Regions from separate parts of the Mus musculus genome. Here region 2 is linked to region 1. A link is a contact called in public HiChIP or PLAC-seq data. All regions are on one chromosome and are shown on one strand. Each heading gives the region's core, a stretch centred on a gene start, on an enhancer-like site or on the middle of the called end of the contact. The rest is flanking DNA. Distances are from core to core; before and after follow the strand shown.

The links. HiChIP or PLAC-seq counts read pairs in DNA pulled down with a chosen protein or histone mark.
Region 2: an H3K27ac HiChIP or PLAC-seq map of oligodendrocyte precursor cells shows a contact between it and region 1, with 31 times the contacts expected there. The contact joins two enhancer-like sites. A contact is called at or near these places in 3 of 39 promoter capture datasets (the 3T3-L1 cell line, embryonic stem cells and hippocampal neurons), 6 of 15 datasets of contacts at CTCF or cohesin (embryonic stem cells, large pre-B cells, pro-B cells and 1 more), 133 of 484 Hi-C or Micro-C datasets (3T3-L1-derived adipocytes, the AtT-20 cell line, B cells and 66 more), 21 of 115 datasets of contacts at active chromatin or transcription factors (PVALB interneurons, astrocytes, embryonic basal ganglia and 9 more) and 1 of 9 other capture datasets (embryonic stem cells).

Annotation. Positions count from the first base shown.
Region 1 is chr2:146,626,198-146,631,234 of GRCm38.p6, forward strand. No RefSeq gene overlaps it. Among named protein-coding and RNA genes, the nearest start is that of Gm52577, 53 kb to the left of the region's middle. Within about 2 kb of position 2,759, at least 15 of the 459 cell types and tissues checked have an H3K27ac peak or open chromatin away from gene starts, as enhancers often do. A contact at or near this core is called in oligodendrocyte precursor cells and stem cell-derived neurons, where this site is marked.
Region 2 is chr2:147,305,283-147,310,201 of GRCm38.p6, forward strand. It overlaps Nkx2-2os (NK2 homeobox 2, opposite strand), which reads left to right. Exons shown (of 6, transcript NR_030769.3): 5 at 1-2,989. It overlaps Gm14110 (a long non-coding RNA gene), which reads right to left. Exons shown (of 3, transcript XR_003953941.1): 2 at 2,947-3,012; 3 at 1-1,874. Among named protein-coding and RNA genes, the nearest start is that of Gm14110, 16 kb to the right of the region's middle. Within about 2 kb of position 1,794, at least 12 of the 459 cell types and tissues checked have an H3K27ac peak or open chromatin away from gene starts, as enhancers often do. A contact at or near this core is called in oligodendrocyte precursor cells and stem cell-derived neurons, where this site is marked.

The sequences.
Region 1 (5,037 bases), core at 1,509-4,008:
TTACTCCTTTCAAACTGAAATGCTCTGAATAATTTTCAGAGTTCTATTTGGAAATCCTTTATCATTTCACACTAGAGTGCACACACACACACACACACACACACACACACACACGTATAACATGTGTCTGTATACATATGTATTTAGCTATTTTGTTTGTTTATCTGTAAAATCCCTTGAAGTTGGAGTCCCTGCTCCTTCCTAAGTGGTATTGTTTGAGAGGTGGCCACTGAAAGCTGAACTCCGGCCCTCCCCATCACTGAGAGGCAGGAATAGGACAGGATGGAAAAGCTCCCATCCTCACTCAGTAGACACCCCCCTCTCCTTCTCCCTTCCTTCTTCTCCCTCCCACATTTCCCCTTTCTCCTCTGCAGTGCTACTACCTAGGACTATTGGCAGTCTCCCGGCTTTATCCCCCTTCTCCAAATAAGCTACAGGTGTTCAAATCATCTGGTGCCTCTGCTAGAGCCTGTCATTTTCACAGAAAGGGTAAAGTGCACATTGAAAAGGGTTCTGTTAATGTTCACATAATGGGCTCAGCTTCACAGAAACAGGTCAGCAAAACAGATAGCTTCTAATTGGCAATGCTGATGGCTTTTTACTTCCACTTTGAGCACATGTGTGTGTACTTTTCTGCAGTTAAAAGTTTAGCTTTAGGCTGCATATATGGCTCAATTGGTAGAGTGCTCAACCAGCATGCACAAAGCTCTGGGGTTGGTCCCTCAGAATGGTGGTAGAAACCACGTGTGGTGTAATGACACATGTCTGTAATCCCAGTACTTGGGGTGTGGGGGTAGAGTGAAGGCAGGAGGATCAGAAGTTCAAGGTCATTTTGCTACATAGCAAGTTCAAAGACAGCCTAGAAAAATGATACCCTGTCTTAAACAAAATAAGACCAACTTATTTTCAGTAGCAGCCTCTGTATTTGTGATTGATATCACTTTTGTATTGTTACTCCTCTGAATTATCATTAGGCTGATTTTAAATGGTTTTTTAATTTTCCCAAATCAAGAAAATAGACGGATTTAAGAACACAACCGTGGGTCTTTCATGAAAACTGATTTATCCGGAGAACACTGTGATCTCTGTAATAGCGATGTTGGGACAAGAAATGAAATTTTCCTAAAGGACATTTAGGGGTAGCTTTTGTGATTTATTTCTCGTAGGTAGTCAAACTTGGTTGGAATAGTGCCGTGGCATATAATAAGAATGGACCATCTTATTACTTATCTAAGAATCTCCTCCCTTGACGTAGATGGATGCAGAAACGTGGGTCAGGCAGCCTGGGAGATAGAACGCGCTGCTCCAGGTGTGGCAGGGCAGAGATAGATACACAATGGTCAAGGACAGGAAACCCATCTGGTTGGTAAAAGATGGTGCTAGGCAACCGGTGGTCACCTAGGCAACCATTAGGGTTGGGGTGGGGGGAGTCTAGCAAGAAGTGACAGGGAGTCCAAATGATGGGACAGACATGTACACAGAGGCAAGCAATGGAGGTAGGGGCTATGTGGAAACCCAGGCAGGTGGTCAGCCTTGATGACATCTGTCAGCTGCAGGCACAATACATTAAACTATGTGGAGGGCAAGAGCTGGAGAGTATTTCAGGACTAGGAAGATAGGAGACTCTGGAAGGTATCAAAAGGAGACAGGCACCTGGGAATATAGATGATGCTGTAGGTGTGAGAACAAAGCTCTGGATGCTGAAGGCTTCAGAGAGCAAGTAGAACCAAACGGAGCTATAACCCAACATATCTTATGGATCAAAGAATTATGACATCTCTAAGTATTTGTGTAGGACATCTTAATTTCCTTTCCCTGTAAACCACATATTTGGGAGACCAGACAGGGTATTTCCAAGGTAAGCATAGCTGGTTAGATGTTATTGGGTTTAGAAGTCTGGGAGAGATTTTTAATCAGGGAAAGGAACTGTCATTCCACAGTCTGGAATGATCCTGGTAAGTGGTTGGTAACGTGTGTCTAAGAGCATTTGAGTGCATATGGAGCGAGTCTTTGCAGGGCTTGCCAGTGGGTTCAAGTGTTCATGCACATGGCAGGGCAGCCAGATGTCCTTGCTTGGTAGCTAAATGGTAGACAGCTATCTCAGAATAAATTTCTATGTATTTCCAACAGTGGACTGTGCTTGTCAACACCATGACTGGAGCCCACTTCCATTTCCTCAGAAGGCGCCACCATTCTGTGTTTAATTTCCACCCACCAGATAGGCAAACTGATGGGAAAGTAATGACAGAATAGTGCTCTTCACCCTGGACACAGTGTCAGATGGAGCCCCTGTCTAGATTGTCATGGCTTTTGGGAAGTAAGATGTCACACTTCAGAAGATGTGGTCTAGTCTGGGAAGGGGGATAAGGTTGTATGTCGCTGGAAATCAAAACTTTTTATGTGACCCTGAACTCAACATTGTCCCTTCTTTGGCATCTCTAGTGACCCTCCCTAAGGAGATTAAAGATGGTCACTCCTTTTCAAATTTCTGATGCTGGGACCCGTGAAGCAAAAAGGAGGGGCACGAAACAGAATTCAATAGTCTGGGTAACTCTAGAATAAATAGCTTGGCTGGGTGTGGAAGTCAGCGGGTGGATCTCGATGAATAGAGCCCTCAGTGTCTCTGGTGCACAACTGGTCTTCTTTTGTTTATGAGTCTTTAGCTCTCTGTTATATAAACATCTGGAGGGCTGAGTATCATTTCTGCACTAGTCAAGGAAGAATGCATCTTATATTCTCCCACAAAAAGGCAAACTGGTGTGTGGGCTGCACCAGCGAAGGAACTGGAAAATCTGTGTGGTGTGGCCTTGAAGGAGTCACTCTGGGCCTGTGAATCACTTTTCTTTCCTCCCCCAACATCTGTGAAGCAATGAAATAGTATGTGTGAAGAAGACTCGAGATTCCTTTCCGGGTAGAACTGAGTGTGTTTGTTTGACATCAGCAGCAGCCATAAACAGGGCAGCGTATCAAATGGAAATGAAACTGTAGTCATAGCTTTCAAACATTATTTTTTTCCACTGAAGTAGTGAGCAGTCTGCCAATCACAAAACTGCTTAATTCAATATCTGGAGTATTTTTCCATTGTGGTTACCTGTGTGTGTACCTTCTGGGGCTCTAGGATGAATAAAAAACAAACCAAAACAAAAACAGTTAACATCACCATCTGATCAGTGTTTTGTCCTGAAGATGAAGTGAAGGACTTGATTGTTTTTGACCATACTGGTCATGGATAGCTTCACTATTGAAAATGTGGTTCACCGACCAGTGTCATAGACATGACATCATCCATGACCTTGTTGGAAAGGCAGACTCAGGGTATCCCCACTCCTACAACCTTGAATCAGAATCTGCCTATTAACAAAATCCCTAATGCCTTCCTTATGCTGTTGAACCATATATACACCAAACTTTGATGCTTTGTTAAAATATCCTTACTTAGACCACAGTCCCCGACGCACATTTATTGAGATTCTACTGTATGCCATGGACCATTGTAGGTATTGAGGATAGAGAGAAATCCTGGTTTTCACAGAACATTAGTGCTGAGAGAAAGAGGGAGGGGTGAAGAACACGAGCAAATAACTAAGGTTTTTATAAGATCTCTGGTAATTCTGTTTAAAAACAAAACAAACAGATCAACAACCCCCACCCCCACCCCAACCCTCCAGAAATTGAGCATGGTAGCTCATGGCTATAATCCTAACACTATAAAATCTGAGACAGAAAGATCTTATTGTGAATTCAAGGCCAGAGAGATCTACATGGTGAGTTCCAGGCTAACCTTGAGGACAGACTAAAACCCTGTGTCAAAACACAAACATCAATAGCATGCAAAAGCAGACCCCACCCCCCAATAACACCTTGCCATAGTTTTATAATGCTTCTTTTGAGGTCAAGAAATAAGACAGAAGAAACCAGACTGATGGGGGTTAGCATTGGTCTGTATGGTGTCCTTTGGTCACAGAACCACCTGTCAAGAGGACTAAGAATGGCTGGGCTAAGAGACAAGTACTGAACCCAGAGGTGCCTGAACTCGCTTCTAATCTGGAGACTCTTCCTTCCTATTGCAGGAAAACCCAGGGGGAAGGTGAGAGATGGGGGAAAACACACATCGTGTTCCTCCCATCTGATCTTTGTGTTGATGTCTAGATGGAAGGGGAGGGGCTGAGGAGGCAGGCAGAGGTGGTCCCCCTCCCCCCAAGCAAAGCTCCTATGTCAATGCCAGCCATTCAGTAGGAGATCTTCACACCCCAGGCCTGGGTAGCTCCTTCCACATGTGCACTTAGGATAGTATCAGATAAATTCGGAGAATATTTGCCTCTGGAGGAGGGGTAGCCTTAGATTCAAGTGTCATATTTAAATAAGGCTCTGCTGAAACCAGCTAAATGTCCTCCAGTTGGTGACAGATTTCCTGGAAATTGATGTTCACAACAGTGGAAATGGGGCTCAGAGTCCAGACAGAGAATCCTGTACTTAGAGAGATTTTGTTCTGACCACTTACCTGGGGTCAATGGAATGCTCTGCGTTGGGGACCAAGTTTCATGTTGCCAGAGTTTCTGCCCAGCACTGTCATTTCTAGTTCTTCCTCTTTTAACCAGAGGCTTAAATGCAAGCGAAGTAAAAGTCAAGTCTATTTTAAATAAAAGCAGGGTGGTGTCCACAAGAGCTGCACTGAGTAGGAATCTTCTAAAGTAGAGGCAATAGTTCCGTGTAAGTAGCCAGCCACCCCTGTACCACCCAGAGCCTCCCACTGTTTCCAAGCATGACAATATGAAACTTCTTCATTGTGAGTTAGAAGACTGTGCTCTTATCCTTGGCCTGTGACACTTACCTTCTTGGATCTGGGGGGAAAGACAAGAAATGCGTCTTTCCAGTTTTGCTCTAAGGTCACCTTGTTTCCGTGCAGAACGGTTTGTGGATCCAGATGCTCATCCGCCTTTGGGTAGCTGGCATTGACAGATGAAGGTGAACCTCTCTGCTTGCTCCTGGGATAAAAAGAACATACTTAAACGAGAAGGTCACCTACATTGACTCTTC
Region 2 (4,919 bases), core at 544-3,043, 680 kb after region 1:
GGGACCTGTTCAGGTGAAGGCTCTCCAGCAGCCAGTGTGTGAAATAGCTGCTCTACTTAACCGTTGCGCGAGGCTGTGCCAGGCTTTGTGGTACTTTGCCCTCACTACCTGTTAGTAGCTGAGAGGAGATCATGCTTCGGAAACCAAGCCACTTGGTTGCAGATGTTCAGTTCAAACTATGCATTACATAACAGTCATTATTTAACTTCAGTGCTTTAGCGCCCTCCAGTGGAATATGGATGTCATCACATGGAATGCTTCAAGGATGAAATGATGTCTTGAGGCATCTCCTGGCACAGAATGATCACCACCTTGTGAGTCTTATCCACTGACAGTAACATCCTAAAGTCTCTGGTCCTCTCCCCTCTAGAAGATTCCCCAGCCTCCAAGGTGGCAACCTCCATCAAGATGCTGATAGTGCTTGTAGTTTCCGGCAGCAACTTGCCAGACCCAGTGGTCCAGATCTTCCTTAGTAAGTGAGGGCAAGATTAGAGAGAGGAACACTTCCTTATATAAACGGAGAAGTTTGGGTTCAGAAAGGAGAGTCATGTAATTTGTTACACCATGAAGTTGACAGCAGAGCTAGCTCCAGTTCTCTTGTCTCCTCTGATGTCTCTTCTCAGAGACATGCATTCTGACAAAAAAAATGGAAGGCGGGGGTTGCTTGTGGAACAGCGGAATTGGAAATGTTGTCAGAAGACTAACTTGCTCCAGTGAGAGAATGGGCAGAGTTCAGTTATGTGCTTCCTATGACGTTTTAGTCAGTGGCCGATTGTGTGTGAATGACAGCATCACCAGGGAGACCAAGTAGGGAGTAGCCACACCATTTAGATATATGTAAATGTACTCTACTGGTTATAATCACTTTTAAAGTGTGTGTACACGTGCGTGTGCATGGGGGGGGGGAAGGTAGAGGCTCATGTACGCCTGAGAAAGTCAGATGATGGCCTCAGGTCTCAGGAGTGCTGTCTATCTCCCTTTCGAAACAATTTCTTATTAGCCTCACACTCAACCAATTATGTTATACAGCTAAACAGCAAGTCTAGGAACTCTCCCCTTGTCCCAGCCTCCCCAGTGTTGAGATTACCTATATACGCCACAGTACACAGCTCTTTTTCCTTGGGGTCTGGGAGATTGAACCCAGGTCCTCAGGAGATTGAACCCAGTGAGCATTTTACCAACTGAGTCCATTTCCGTAACTCTGTGGTCCATCTTGATTGTCACCCTGAGGGTAAGGAGAGCTACTTAGGAGACACACCTTTGGGTATATCTGTTACAGTGTTTCCAGAAAGTTTGCTCTGAGATGGGAGGGCCTGCCCCAGATGTTTATGGCCCTGTTTCACCGCTGGGGCCCAAGGATGAATAAGGAGAAAGTGCGGTGAGCACCGTCCTTTGTATGTTCGTTTCTCTCAGCTGCCTGAGTGCAAACTCAACTTGGCCAGACTTTTGTTGCCTTCCTTCCTGGCTGCGATGGATTGTCCCGTCAGGCTATAAGTCAAAATAAAATCTTTCTTCTTTATGTTTCGTTTGCTGAGCATTTTATCAGCACAGTGAGATAGACCAACGAATACCTCAAACAGCCCATGATGTTTGCACAGTGACACAAGGTCTACCAACACATTTCTCAGGACTGATCTTTCAGCCACACACGACTCTGGAAACACTCCCTGTACTCAGGAGGCCACAGTAGTGACACAGATAACCTTTGTCGCCTTTGCCTTGGAGTGGGTGCCACAGGGCAGAGACTACTGGAAGCCCAAAGAGCAACAGAAAGGAGGCACCTCTGCAGGAGGCTAGAGATGGAGACACTCTTTGGAGGCAGGCAGCTGCCCTCCCTCACATAGAAACAGCCCTCTCTCTTCTTCAATATTGACCTGCAGAGAAAGAAAAAAAGAACCCATCTTAATACTTTTTCAGTAGATCATGAAGCAGTTTATTTAATATTATTTGGATAACAAGCCTCCACATGAATGGGATTCGAATGTCAATTGTCTTAGGGGGAAAAAGATTTATTGGTTGGTAAATATTGAGAAAGGAACGCTGATAAAGACCGGCTTCAGCTGCGGCCTCGGCCGGGGACGGGAGAACAGGCCTGTGTTGTATTTTGGGGCCCTGGGAAGGCAAAAACTGGTGAATGTCTGCCTTTGTTGGTGGGTGTAAAAGTGGAGCCCACCACAAATAATTTCTTATTTCTGTTCACATAGATTTTAAATTATGTAGCTCCCCTACCTTGTTAAGCATTAAAGCGGTCTTGTTTAAGGAAAAGGCACTTAAATAATGAAGCTTATGTAGTTTGTTTTCAGACATCAATATCTGGCTTTGAGTGGCACAAAGAGATAAAGGAATGTGGATTCACGGCTTACTGAGATGCTTGGCAATTCTAATTCAACCCGACTGCGAATGGACACAAGACTGTTGTGACTCCTCCTGAGGAGAGAGAAGGCTGGGTGAGCACGTGGTTTGGGGAAATTGTATTCTCTTCTTCAAGTTCTTCTGTTTCCGAACATTTAATCCCACTGTTCTCATCTTTAATGAAGGTCTCTTTGGTAAAGAATCTTTTTCCTGGAATGGCAGAGGGCAACAGAAGCTGGATTCAGAAGCACACAGAGCTGGGGAATGTGCGCTGCAGTGGGACTCAGACAGGGAAAGGCTGCCATCTTGTGGTCGGCTTGGTGCTCTGCAGTCTGTGAACTGTCCCTCTGCAGAAGCCAGCAACCCTGGAGGGAAGGAGTCTGAATGCTGGATTTCTGCAGGACAATGTGGATGCCTTTAGGAATTACTCTGACTGTGTTCAGGTGCCCTCCGAGGTAGCCTCCAGCGGGTATTCTGCACGTATATCGTCATTCCTGGGGCAAGGCTAGGCCTCACAGACACTTGGCAGACTGAGCAGGACAACCAGCAAACAGTGAGAACAAACAGCCAGACACATATGCACCATGTACTTACTGTGTTCCTGGAAGGCAGCCAACTGAAAAACACCCAGGACAAGGTGAGGAGATAATATCAATATACCTAGGAAGAAGTATACAGAAATGACCTGTGGTGCTTCATCTAGCAGGACATCTGGTCAACCCCTCAGACAAATCCAAGCCAGAACAAGCAAGATCTCTGGCCTGGGGGATTTATTCTTTTATAAAATTGTATAAACACACTTGTAGAAATGTTACACATGGTATGAAAGAAAAACAAACAGAGATCTTCAGAGAGCAAAGCAAGATCAGAGTCCGGGCCACTCTAGTCACTCAAGGCTCACACTTAGTGCCATCAGCTTCCAGACATCTTTCCATAAACGTACTTAGTGGAAATTCAGAACACACCTTGATTTAAATGTAGTCAGACCTTCCATCTCATTGGGTAGGGTGCTTTGACACTTAGCACAGAGCCAGATATAATATTCCAGGTCAATACTAATTAAATCAGCGGTGGCACAAGCCTTCAATTCCAGCACTCAGGAGCTTGGGAGGCAGAGGCAGGTGGATATCTGTGAGTTCAAGGCCAGCCTGGTCTATGGAGCTAGTTCTCAGACAGCCAAGGAAACACAAAGAAATCCTATCTTGAAAAACAAACAAAAGTTGGGTTTTAAAAATTAGTTGTGTAATTAATAGCTAATAATAAGCTAATAAGCCCCCACTTGGCTTCTGCTATGTGTTGGACGCCATATTGAATGCTTGCATAAGTAATCTTCTGCAATCTAAGAACAGCAATCCAAAGCATAGATCTTTATTATCCCCTTCACATTGACGGTGATGGTGACACTGGAACACGAGATATTAGCCAGCTCTCTCCTTAGAACCTGATATCTATTTTTATATACTTCTCTTTTCTTTTAGAATTTCACACACGAGTACTACATTTACATCATTGTTGTTCCTCCCTCTCTCCACTTCAGCTCTTTCTCTGTTCCTCTAACCCCCTCTCGGATTCATGAGCCCGTCTTCTTTATTATCTAACACACATTCATGCACACATGTTTATGTAGGCACACACACACACACACACACACACACACACACACACAGAGAGAGAGAGAGAGAGAGAGAGAGAGAGAGAGAGAGAGAGCCTGCTTAGCTCATTGGCATTACTCATATATGTATTCATTTGGTATTTGATAACCATCAGGATTATTGTCCCTAAAGAAGACAAATTTGCTCTCCCTCAGTAGCTGTTAACACCCGTAGATCTTAATCTAGAGGTAGGGGCTTGTGAGAGTTCCACTCTCCATGTTGGCATGTCAACAGTGGTTGTGGAAGTCATGATTAGGTGAGCATAGCTTTACTATTGTATTACTGTAGCTTCACTGTCATAAATAGAAGACAGTATCTCACAGCAGAATTGCTTGTCTTCTGACTATAAAAATGCTTTTATCCCCTCTTCCATGATGTTCTCTGAGTTATCGGTGTAACAGTTGTATTGTAGATGTGTTAACTGGGGTTGGACACCCCGTGGTCTGCATTTTGAGCAGTTGTGGATTTCTGTTATAATCTCTTCCTGCTTAAAAAAAAAAGCTTCTTTGATTAGGGCTAAAAGCTATACTTATCTGTGGTTATAAGGATAAGTCATTATAATGCAGAAGGGACTTACACTATTATACATAATATCATTTAGCATAAATTGAGTTTAAATTATATTACGGTTTGGAAAAGTGGCAGTAGCAGGTTCTTCTCTGGAGTTCATGACCTTATAAGCCATGGGTAGTTGGCCAAGTTTACAGACTCAGGCATGGGTTTCTCCCTTATTGAGTGGGCCTGAAGTCCAGTTACAGAGCTATTGGTTGTCTCCTGGATATAATTGCTACTATTGTGCCAGTACAGATAACTTGCCACATTGGTCATACAAACTTGGGGTATATAGGCTACAGCCTATAGGTTGGAAACAGCTACTGATTGTCTTTTTCCCTTAGGAGCTTGCATAAGAGCCTG